Regions from separate parts of the Muntiacus reevesi genome. Here region 1 is linked to region 2. Evidence: chromatin contacts called from public Hi-C data. All regions are on one chromosome and are shown on one strand. Each heading gives the region's core, a stretch centred on a gene start, on an enhancer-like site or on the middle of the called end of the contact. The rest is flanking DNA. Distances are from core to core; before and after follow the strand shown. Region 1 holds the start of SLU7 (SLU7 homolog, splicing factor). Region 2 holds the start of PWWP2A (PWWP domain containing 2A).

Region 1 (6,212 bases), core at 2,054-4,553, 300 kb after region 2:
TTATTAAACTTTATACATATGAGTTTGATACAATAAATGAAAACAAAAATGATGGAAATGGTAAAGATGGTTTCTGGTCAAAGCAAAGGATGAGAAATAGGTAGACTAAGTAGACATGAATTTGAATTCTGAATGAACAGATCTTGCAAAAAAATTTAAGTACTCACTTTCCTTCTTCATCAACTTCTGCAGGGGCATTACCCAATTTTCGCTGTTCTTCAAGCTCCTTCTTCTTTCTCCAGTCCTCTCTAGTCATCTTCTTTGGTTCCTCCAAACTCATTTCTTTGGACCCCGACAAGGGGGCTGCATTAGCTGCATCCACAGCTGCAGCTGACATGGTTATCTGGCCTCCTGCATGAAAAGGAAAAAATATCTATTAGAATAAACTAGGCCTTCCTGAATTCACCAGAGAAACTATCAAAAGTACACCCTACAGATTGGGAGAAAATAATAGCAAACGAAGCAACAGACAAAGGATTAATCTCAAAAATATACAAGCAACTCCTGAAGCTCAATTCCAGAAAAATAAATGACCCAATCAAAAAATGGGCCAAAGAACTAAACAGACATTTCTCCAAAGAAGACATACAGATGGCTAACAAACACATGAAAAGATGCTCAACATCACTCATTATCAGAGAAATGCAAATCAAAACCACAATGAGGTACCATTACACACCAGTCAGGATGGCTGCTATCCAAAAGTCTAAAAGCCATAAATGCTGGAGAGGGTGTGAAGAAAAGGGAACCCTCTTACACTGTTGGTGGGAATGCAAACTAGTACAGCCGCTATGGAGAACAGTGTGGAGATTTCTTAAAAAACTGGAATTAGAACTTCCATATGACCCAGCAATCTCACTTCTGGGCATACACACTGAGGAAACCAGATCTGAAAGAGACATGTGCACCCCAATGTTCATTGAGGAACTATTTATAATAGCCAGGACTTGGAAGCAACCTAGATGTCCATCAGCAGACGAATGGATAAGGAAGCTGTGGTACATATACACCATGGAATATGACTCAGCTGTTAAAAAGAATTCATTTGAATCAGTTCTAATGAGATGGATGAAACTGGAGCCCATTATACAGAGTGAAGTAAGCCAGAAAGATAAAGACCAATACAATATACTAATGCACATATATGGAATTTAGAAAGATGGTTAACGATAACCCTATATGCAAAACAGAAAAAGAGCCACAGATGTACAGAACAGAATTTTGGACTCTGTGGGAGAAGGCGAGGGTGGGATGTTTCGAGAGAACAGCATCGAAACATGTATATTATCTAGGGTGAAACAGATCACCAGCCCAGGCTGGATGCATGAGACAAGTGCTCGGGCCTGGAACACTGGGAAGACCCAGAGGAATCTGGTGGAGAGGGAGGTGGGAGGGGGGATCTGGATGAGGAATACATGTAAATCCATGGCTGATTCATGTCAATGTATGACAAAAACCACTACAATATTGTAAAGTAATTAGCCTCCAACTAATAAAAATAAATGAATCAATAAATAAAATGATATGATAAAAAAAAAGTACACCCTAATAACACATACTGTGGGTTATATATAATGTATCATATGTTCTTTTTCTTTCAAAGCATCTGTAAGGGAAAGGTCTCTTTCTACTCCACTAAAATCTTTATATACTGTTGCAGCTGTGCTTTCAACTCTATTGGTTAAGTGGAGAGACATGCACATGCATTTAAAATTTCATGAGACTCATTCTTTCATATATATATTCCTGATTTCCTCTCTACGTATGTGTCTCAAACTTTTCTACCACATTAATCCTTAATGAGTACACAGGGTCCTATCTCTGTTCCTCTTAAAAACCGGATGATTTAAGATCACCTATATTCATTATCTCTATTTCCACATTATCTGCTGCCCTTCTCAATCATTCCCCTTCCCGCTCCAAAGATACCTCTAAGTTAGCAATGTGGTAAGTCCTCTGGACATTGTTCAGTTCTATTTCTCCCCCTTTTCTTTTGATATATTCTTATCCTTTGGCTGATATGACATCATATTCCCATGGGTTTTTTTGTACCCCTATCACTGCTCCTCCTGTATCCTTCGTAAGTTCTTCCACTTCTGCCCAGTTACTTAGTTTTGGACTCCTCAAGGCTCAATTCTAGGCTTCCTTCATCACTTTAAACTCCACCAGAGGACAAGTTCATCTATTTCCAAGGTTTCAATAGCCACGATATACAACTGCTGGCTCTCCAATTTATTTCTCTACTTCAGATCTTTTTTCTGAGCTTCAGATAAACACAGTCCAATTGCTTACTTCAAAGTACCTCCACTTAGATGTCTCAAAGAAATCTGAACTCAACTAGTCTTAATTCAAATTCATAATCTTCTCTATGAAATCTAATCTTCTTCCACTGTTCCCTCTCTTGATGAAAGATACCACTATCCATTCCTTTTCAGAAGTGTTCCAGCTAATTCCCATACCTATTTCATCATGAAGTACTGTTATTTTCATTTTCTGAATATCACTCGAATTCATCTACTTCTATCAATAACCTGAGTGTATTACTTTTCCCTACTAGTCTCTTCTGCTTTCTGCCAATCAGTTCACCACACTGCAGTGTTATTTTTTCAAACACAGATTTGGTCATATCATGTCCCACTACCCAAGCTGAAAACCCTCAAATGAAACGCTGTCCAAGAGAAATATACCACCAGACCTATATGTCATTTTAAATATTCCGTAAGCATATTAAAAAAGCAAAAGGAAACAGATAAAATTCGTTTTTTGCAATATTTTGCCTAATTACCAACACATTTTCATTTCAACACAGGAAAAAATAAATCAATTCTTTAAAATCTGATACGGATTTTACATCTATTTAGATTGGTCAACATTTCAAGCGCTTAAGAACTACAAGCACAGTTCAGCTCCAACAGCACCTTATAATTCTTACTTTTTCTTTTTAATTTTTTTTTTTTTAATTCTTACTTTAAAAACCACTAAAGACACAGTCCTGGTCTGACTGGGCACAAATACCACTACTGAGGCCTAGGACAGCTGCTTCCTTGGTTCTCGGTCCCCGTTCCCTTCTCAACCGGGCGTTCATCAATCCCGTGAGGATATTCCTAAGAATTAGGAGCCTCTGGCCCTCTTCCCCGAGTTCTCCACCTTCACTCTCCTCCTCGTTCCAAGTTCTCACAAGATTTCCTTACCCGGTCCCAACGCTGCTGACCCTGGTACAGTTCGACAAGAATGAAGACGATCGCCAATGTTTACTTCCTGACTTCCTCTCTCTCCCGGCAGCCACTGCAGCACTTTCCGGGCGACCCACACATGCGCACTTGGGCCTCAGGGCGGGGGGCCAAAGCGAAACTGGTCTCGCGAGATCTCGAGCTTTTTCTTTAGCTCTACAGTAGGTCAGTAGAATGGGTTAGGTTTGAGGAGGTGCTTTTCTGCTCCGTAGTTTTCAACTCTTAGACTCGACGAGTATTACGACGTAAAATAAAACAAAACAAATTTCATACGGAGAACAGACAATAGCGTAAGCATCGCTAGAGCGCTACGAGGTGCGTGAAGTTAAAACAGTTAAAATCAGTATTAATTAGTAGCCAGGTAGTGTAACACGTTAGGGACAAGGTAAACACAAAATTGTCTTCCTCTTCTCGAATTTACATCATATAGAGTGAGAAATACTGAATTATTTAAGTAATTTACAGTTCTAGAAAGCCGCTATGAAGGGTGTACTAGGTACTTTGAAGACATAGGGCAATTCAGCAATTGTGACACCTCACCCCTGATGTTGATACTGTATTTTACCATTAGGAAAAAAATACTGTAAAACGATTTCCATTGTGGAAAAACAATGTCATAGATAGCTCAACCTTCCTTTAAAGAAGAATAGGAAATAAAATACTGGAAAATAATAATTTTGGAGTACAGTTTCCTCCCTCCCCCCTTTAAATCCTATCGGTTTTGGTAATGTTTTATTTTTCAAAACAATATGTGCTCCTTTCAGATGTCAAAATGACATCCTTGCCTCTAAAAGAATCTCATCATACTCTTATTAAGAAATTTTAGTGCATAGAGCATAGGAATGTAAATATTCATTTTGATTTTACAGGGCAAAAGTTGAAGGAATGGAAGTTGTCAGAAAATAGTCTGAAAGTGAGTAGTCTATCAATCACTCATACTTAATTTGTATCTCTTTAATACAATTCCTGAAATTTGTTTGAAAGTGTTAATGTCCGTTTAGTTAAAACTACCAGGCACAAGTCAGGGAACACATCTCCCAGTGGAATTATGGAACGTGCTGGACAAGAGGGAAGAACTTTTTGTAAGGTTCAGATTCCCTCCTGGAGTATTCTGAGGAGGGTCTGAGGAAGCAGGAATCAGGCTGTTTGATAAACTGGGATCAATTAGGATCTTGGTGCGGTTGTGAGGTGAGGGTAGTTTAGCAATTGGATATCTCCAGTAACAGTCCAGGGCAGAGCAAAGTGAGTTTGGGGCATCATTAGTAAGAAAACAGAAGTATTGGTTGTGGCATTTTACAGTTACCTTGGGAAACAGTGCTTCCTGTTGTAGGAGGGCAGACTTAACCTAGGGAGACAGAAACTTTGCATCCAAAAACCTCAGGAGATAAAAAATTCCCACTTGGAAGCTGTAGGTGCTGTTAAAGAGAAAAGCCACAGGCCCAAAATGGCTTCACTTGTGCTAAAGCCCTTGATACAAAATTTATATTTAATAACTAACTTAATCACAACTTCAAAATTCAATCACCAGAAATGTAATCCAATGAACCAGTTGGGAATTTCCTGGTCATTACTGAAGAAGTAATCTGGCACATGGCCCCTTTCCATTATCTCCTCACCCCCACCCTGCCTCTCAGTGGAAGAAGAGGCAATTAGCTGTGAAAACCTTGCTGTTCCTTCTTTTCTTCCCTCCAAGGAGATTCTGGCCTATAAATAATCCTTTTTTTTAAATTTTACTAATAGCTCCCATGCCCCACCGTTTTTCCTCTAAAAACTTCTGTTTGTACAACCCCTTGGAGCACCCTTCTGATTGCTCAGTGGGAGGCCTTCTGATTCTTGAGTCATTTAATAAAACCAATTAGATCTTCAAATTTACTTGATTGAAATTTTTTGACAGTGTTGTGCAGACTTGGTTTCAATATGAATATTTTTGTGTGCTAATGATGTAATTCAGAGCTGAGGCACTTAGAAGGAGATATAGGGAGGAAATAATGGGAGGGTTACAAAGGTCTGTCTAGTCAAAGCTATGGTTTTTCCAGTAGTCATGTATGGATGTGAGAGTTGGACCATAAACAAAGCTGAGTGCTGAAGAACTGATGCTTTTGAACTGTGGTGTTGGAGAAGACTCTTGAGAGTCCCTTGGACAGCAAGGAGATCAAACCAGTCCATCCTAAAGGAAATCAGTCCTGAATATTCATTGGAAAGACTGATGCTGAAGCTGAAGCTCCAGTATTTGGCCACCTGATTCGAAGAACTGACTCACTGAAAAAGATCCTGATGCTGGGAAAGGTTGAAGGCAGGAGGAGAAGTGTTTGACAGATGGTTGGATGGCATCACTGACTCAATGGACATGAGTTTGAGCAAGCTCTGGGCGTTGGTGATAGGGAAACCTGGCATACTGCAGTCCATGGGGTCGCAAAGGGTCGGACACGGCTCAGTGACTGAACTGAACTAGTAAACTAGGGATAAAAGAGGATATGGAAAGAGTAAAAACATACACACTTTCTCCCCCTCTTTTCTTCTTGATGTCTAGCACAGTGACTAACGTTTAATAAATATTTATTGAATGAATGAGTCATTCAATGTTTTGGCCCTGAAATGCCAGGGAAGAAGGGACAATGAACTGGCATATATTTCGAACCATATCTATGCCAGGTAGTGCTAAGGCTTTTGTGAAAGAGTAATGTAGGCTTAACTCCTCCCTCCCAACTTACCCGCTAAGTTAAAAAGTATTTGGTGACCTGTTGGGAGTAGAGTTTAGATGACACAGATCATCCTTGGTCTTTTGAATTGATTCCTTTATATTGTTTAATATATTTCCATTTACCATAGAAGGGTTTCCCTTGTGGCTCAGCTGGTAAATCCACCTGCAATGAAATTAAAGCACAATGAAATTGTGGTTTAAAAAGTTGATGACCTTTTTCTTTCTATGGCGAAGTGAAGTGATAGTGGCTCGGTCCTGTCCAACTCTTTGCAACCCCATGG
Region 2 (6,207 bases), core at 477-2,976:
AATGGTAAAGGCTCCCATCTTTTCCCATACTTCTATTATGTATTTCTTCCCCAAACGAGGACGATTCTTGTGTCTTGATGGGAGGGCAAGCAGTTAAAAGTAAAACACACTAAAATAAGCCATATCTAAACAGGTGAGATACCATCAGAGTGTGTGCTGTTGCAGGAAACAGAATGGAGAGCTATGAATGGGAGTCTCTGCACTTCATATCTGCAAAAGAAGAGAATAAAAAGGTTAACTTAATTCTAGACTCAGAACACAGTATCTTCACCTGTCTAAACCAAAGCCCCAAAACAACTTAATGTAAAAAATGAAAATGTGCTAAAGAGGTTTATGGGGAACTCAACCATTCAAATTGTATCCACAGTTTTAGAAGTTAGTGTTTGAACACTTTTATACCACATCATCTTGATATTAAAAGTTAAACAATAACGAAAATCCCATCTCTTCTTTAAACTTCTCTTAAAATTTATCATAATTACCCAATGTGCTTCCGTATTGAACAGTTATATAGGGGGAATGAGTTCTAACATTAAGAATAACAATCAAATGGCTCATTTTGAATAAATGCTCTTCCCTTTATAAGGAGTGACAGTTAACCTTTCCGGAACCCCAATGCACACACCCCTTTCTCCAACCTCATTAAAGGTTAATTTCAGAACGCAGCAATGTCCCCCACCCTGTACCCCGTACTCTGCGAAAATCCTTCTGCGTTTTGCATTAACCCACCCGACTCGGTGTGGGTGAGCCAGTGTCAGGCGTGAAAGAAGGCTGGGACTGGGGGCGGGATGGGGGGTGAGACCCGGGAGCCCCTCAAGCACTCGCGCCTCCCACCTGGCGGCACACCTGCCTCCAGGCGCCCACCTGGGGTAGGGATCGGCCCTTCGCGGCCCCGCGCGCCGGCCCCACTCAGAGCGCGCGCCACGCGCCGCGCGGTACCCGAGGGCGGCGCAGGCGGCGGGGCGCCTGAGAGGCGGGAGCCCGGTGTAGAGGGGCAGCCCGGGCTCGCTCCCTCCCCCGGGACCGAGCGGGCCGGGACGTCCCGGGGGGCTGCTGGGGGCGGGCACGGTACCTTTTGGACAAATCCATGAGGACCCCGGAGAAGAGCTTCTCCCCGAGGCGGAACGACACGACGAGCGCGTCCTCAATGATGTGGTCCAGCGTGACCCGCACCTCCGAGCCGGGGATCAGTTGCGACACCGCGGAGTCCCCGCCTGCCGGCGGCACGAGAGCCGGAGCTGCTGGCTGGGGCAGCGGCGGTTCCTGGCGCTCCTCGGGAGCCGGGGGCTCCTCCGGCGGCGGTGCAGGAGAAGGTGGCAAGCTGGGCCCTTCCTGAGGCGCGGCTGTCGCCGGCTCCACTACTCGAGCGGGCAGCTTCTCCTCAGGCTCCAGCTCCAGCCCCGCCGCCTCCGGGCTGCGGGCGAGCTCCCCCGGCGGCGGTGGCGGCGGCGGTTCGTCGGCCTGAGGAGAGGACTGCTGCCCGTCAGCCTCGCCGTCCGGCACAGATGCTTCAGTGGCCGTGACCGGGAGGGGGTCAGTGCCGGCCTCGCTGCCGGGGATGGGCTCCATCTCCGGCTCGGCCTCGCCGGCGCCCCCCTCCCCGGGGGACGCTGCAGTCGCTGCCGCCTCTGCAGCCACGGCCGCCATTTTCTTCCTGGCTTCTCCCTCCTCCAACTCGGGTTGTAGCGGCGGCGGCGGCAGCGCTGCTTGGTTCCCTAGGCCTTCCCCTCCCTCCAGCAAACAGTTTTGTCCCGCCCTTACCCGATGCTCGTTATTGGCACCGCGCCATTGGTCCTGTCCTACACCCCTCCCGCACTTGTGACATTTCATTGGTCAGGTGGGGACGTCTATCATTCAATCGGTCCAGCCTTCTCATGCAGAGTAGGAACTTCTCATTGGCCAGACGAGTTGTCAAATGTCGAATCTTAGAGGAGAAGTGGGGGGGCGGGCTCAAAGGGGGCGGGGGAAGTCACAAAAGCCGAGCCTTGTACCTATCGCCTCTTTCTATTGGATGGAAGAGAAAGTAGAGTCTTATGGTTGGCCTACGCTCCTGCCCATTATCAACCAGGTTTTTTTCGGAGGTGGGATAAAGGAGGGAATCACGTGGCGTGCCTGTTCTTTCAAAGGCTACAGAGGGGAGGAGTAACGAGGTGATGAGGGAGGGGAACCGCTTCCCAAGAATCTCTGCGCAGAGGTCCTTAGAATAAATGTTATTTCTAGGAGCGGACCTGCTTGCGGCCGCGTGTGGGCAAGAGAAGCTTCTTTGGGAAGGACAACTAAAGTTTGAAGATAATTCTACAAACACTTTTTGAGCTCCTACTATGCTAGGCACTGTGCTAATGCTAGGGATAGATGTGAAAGACATTCTCCATAACCTCATGGCAGCCGCTTCAGCTCCCACACAAGCAGTGTCTCTTTGAGTACTCTCCACTTTCTAGGAACAATGCACCTACTTTTTTCAAAGTAGGAAAATGCTAATGAAAACAGGAAGAATACTCGGCACACTGGATTAAGCTGATGAATGTTTCAGAGACTAGTTCTGAGGCACTGCTGGACTTCCACATGAACAGCAGTTTTTCAACCCAAATTCACTGGAAAGTGGTCGCACCTGGTTTCTTGCTTCAGCCTTTATCGTTGCCTCGTGTATGCTACAGGTGCAAAAGGCCCCTCTCTTCAGTGTCCTAATGCCTCTACTTGTCTATTGCCACTTTAAGTTTCTTGATTGGTTTGTTTGGAAGACTCTACTGAACCCATTTCTCTCCAAGTGTACCTCAGAGTGAGCCTTTTCTCCAGAAGAGATGGTAGGCACTGAGAATGCCTACAGGAGGAAAGGGAGAAAGGTTACCAAAATTAGGAGTGAAAAAGGGAATCCTAAAGACTCATCACATCCAATACTTACTAAGCATCACCTATGTGCCAGGCACTAGTACAAGCACTTAGTATAACACCTCATGTAATCCTTAAAATACTCCTATAAGGCAGATACTGTTAATGTTGTTTAGTTGCTAAGTTGTATCCAACTCTCTTTCCACCCCATGTAAGTGCACCAGGCTCCTCTGTCCATAGGATTTCCCAGGCAAGAATACTGGAATGGGTTGCCATTTCCTGCAGGGGAGCTTCCCAACCCAGGGATGGAACCATGGCTCCTGCCACATCTCCTGCATTGCAGGCAGATTCTTTACCACCGTACCACCAGGGAAGCCCAACTGTTATTATACCTGTTTTACAAATAAAGAAACTGAGGCACAAAAAGGGTGCCCAAGGTCGCTCAGATAGTAAATTGCAGAGTCAGAATTCGAAGGCTTTGTGTGTTTCTTGGAGGGGGGCTGGGGGGTAGATACATTAGGAGTTTGGGATTAATAAATACACACTACTATATATAAAATAAACAACAAGGACCTACTATATAGCACAGAAAACTATAGTCAATAGTTTATAATAACCTATAATGGAAAATAACCTGATAAAGAATATATGAGTGAATCACTTTACTATACACCTAAAATTAATATATATATCAACCAACTATATTTCAATTTTTAAAAAAACCTGCAGTTTTACATTGAAAGCACTGAAAATGGGAAAGAAATATTGCCATATGCCCTATTTAAGGCCCTAGAGCTCTTGGGAAAGGCAAGTAGGAAATCCCAGTCAGGGCAGGTTCAGCATCTCCAAAGTAACAGAAGGAAATAAATGTACTGATCCACTCTGTACCAGAGATTTTCCCCATAAGCTCTCATTTAAAACCCTGTGAGTTAAACCTTCTCCCTGTTCTACAGGTGAGGAAACCGATCCCTAGTCAGGTTACAGGTCTTCTTAGCCATCACACAGATGGCTAGCAACAGATCCTAGAGAACTCAGGCCCTTCCAAGAGCATGATTGTTTCACTCATTCATTGAACAAATAATCTGTCTCCTGCAGGCTAGATCTTTTGCAGGAAATAGTCATGGATCCCACCTTACAGAGTTTTTTACTATGATTGCTTTTCTATATTTCAAAATAATCAGTTAAACATAACATATATTTCTATGAAACTTGGAGACCCACACTGAGTTCCCACATTGCATAATATCCCACAGGAAGAAAAATACAGTTCAGGTCCTAGGATGTGATTACCTCTTGCAGTAATTCACTGCAAGATGCTGCAGTAAATCCTTTAAATTAAGGATTTATAGCAGGTAGTGGCATACCAAGTAACCCTTCTAAGTCACCATTTTCAGCCTGCAACTCAAGAGTCTCTACTGGCTTCCTAGCCTCTTCTGCTTGTCCTTCAAGGCTCTCTCTGTTCCTATTTTATCTTTCGGGGTCTGTTCTCCCCTGCTCTTCAGGCTTTCTAATACTGGGGAGATCTTTCATCCATTTCTTCAACAAATAAACATTCAAGGCCTACTACATGTCAGTTGGGGATTCCCAAGTGGCTCAGTGGTAAAGAATCCACCTACAATGCAGGAGACCCGGGTTGGTTCCCAGAGTTGGGAAGATGCCCAGGAGAAGGGAATGGCAACCCGCTCCAGTATTCTTGCCTGGAAAAATCCCATGGACAGAGGAGCATGGCAGGCTACAGTCTGTGGGGTCACAAAGAGTTGGACATGACTGAGCAACTGAGCATGCATACACTATATGTCAGTTACCAGGCTAGCAGTCAGAAGGCATGCAGAAAGAACATGTAAGCATCCTGGGACTTATTTTTCTAGTTAGGGAGCTAGAAAATAAGCAATGAATAAATAACATGATTTACAAATTGTGAGCAATACCATACAAGAAATAAACAGGGTGAGGTGATAGGGAATAGCTAGAGGAAGGGCAGAGAGTGTCTCTTTTAGATAAGGTGGTCAGAAAAGACCTCTCTGAGGACAAGACATTTTAACCAAAATGCAAAGGATTAAGAAGGAGCCAGGGACTTTCCTGGTGATCCAGTGGCTGGGACTCCATACTCCTAATGTAGGGGGCCTGAGTTCAGTCCCTGGTCAGGAAACTAGATCCCATATACCACAACTAAGACTCAACGGAGCTAAGTAAATAAATATATTTAAAAAGGACAAGGAGAAGCCAGCTGTTGACATTGCTGAAGGAACATGTGGGTCAAAAGGAACAGCAATTGCTCGAGTCCTGTGACAAAAGAGGGCTTGGTTCACTCCAGAAACAGGGAGACCAGTGTGACCTCCGTGGTGGTTCAAATGGTAAAGAGTCCACCTGCAATGCAGGAGACCCTGGTCCGATCCCCGGGTCAGGAAGATCCCCTGGAGAAGGGAATGGCAACCCACTCCAGTCTTCTTGCCTGGAGAATCCCATGGAGAGAGGAGCCTGGTGGGCTAGAGTCCATGAAGTCACAGAAGTCAACCCTAATGAGCGAGAAATCTCTCTCATTCAATGTGGTTGAAGAGGAATAGGCAAGAAGATAAGTTAGTGAAATAAGGCTGGAAAGGAAAACAGCAGTCATTATTTTATGTACTTCAAATACAAAACCAAGGATATGCCCTCAGGGGTTTCCAGATCTACTGGGAATTCAGCTTTTACATGTGCTGCTCTATCCTAGTCTGCACTGCCTTCAGCCTTCTCCTGGCATAGGGTCAGCATAGAGGAGGCCCTTGGTACTTTTAGGATGGATAAAGTGAAAGTGAAAGTCGCTTAGTCGTGTCTGAGTCTTTGTGACCCCATGGACTGTATAGTCCATGGAATTCTCCAGGCCAGAATACTGAAGTGAGTAGCCTTTCCCTTCTCTAGGAGATCTTCCCAACCCAGGGATCGAACCCAGGTCTCCCACATTGCAGGTGGATTCTTTGCCAGCTGAACCACAAGGAAAGCCCAAGAACACTGGAGTGGGTAGCCTATCCCTTCTCCAGGGGATCTTCCCAACCCAGGAATCGAACCAGGGTCTCCTGCATTGCAGGCAGATTCTTTACCAACTGAGCTATGAGGGAAGCCCCTATAGAATGGATAGCCACATGGCATTTGTTGCTGAATTGAGAGAGGTTTTGATGAATGGTTGAAAGATTGTTCTGTTTATGCCACTAGTGACAGGGTGACTTATAAACAACAGAAAGTTGTTTCTTATAGGTCTGCAGGCTAGAAATACAAGATCAAGGTGCCAGGACAGTTCAGTGAGGGCCCTCTTTCAGCTTGCATAATTCTTGTTGTATGCTCACTGGCAGGAGGAGGCAAGAATGCTTTTTTGGGCCTCTTTCATACAGGCATTAGTCTCTTTTC

The links. Hi-C and Micro-C count contacts between places; a contact is called where the count stands out from the background.
Region 1: a Hi-C map of muscle shows a contact between it and region 2, with 5 times the contacts expected there. The contact joins the promoter of SLU7 here to the promoter of PWWP2A in region 2. A contact is called at or near these places in 2 of 3 Hi-C or Micro-C datasets (blood and muscle).

What each region holds. Positions count from the first base shown.
Region 1 is chr1:249,194,551-249,200,762 of mMunRee1.1, forward strand. It overlaps SLU7 (SLU7 homolog, splicing factor), which reads right to left and starts at 3,304. Exons shown (of 16, transcript XM_065919036.1): 1 at 3,192-3,304; 2 at 168-351. The coding sequence starts at 337.
Region 2 is chr1:248,893,583-248,899,789 of mMunRee1.1, forward strand. It overlaps PWWP2A (PWWP domain containing 2A), which reads right to left and starts at 1,727. Exons shown (of 4, transcript XM_065919021.1): 1 at 1,073-1,727. The coding sequence starts at 1,647.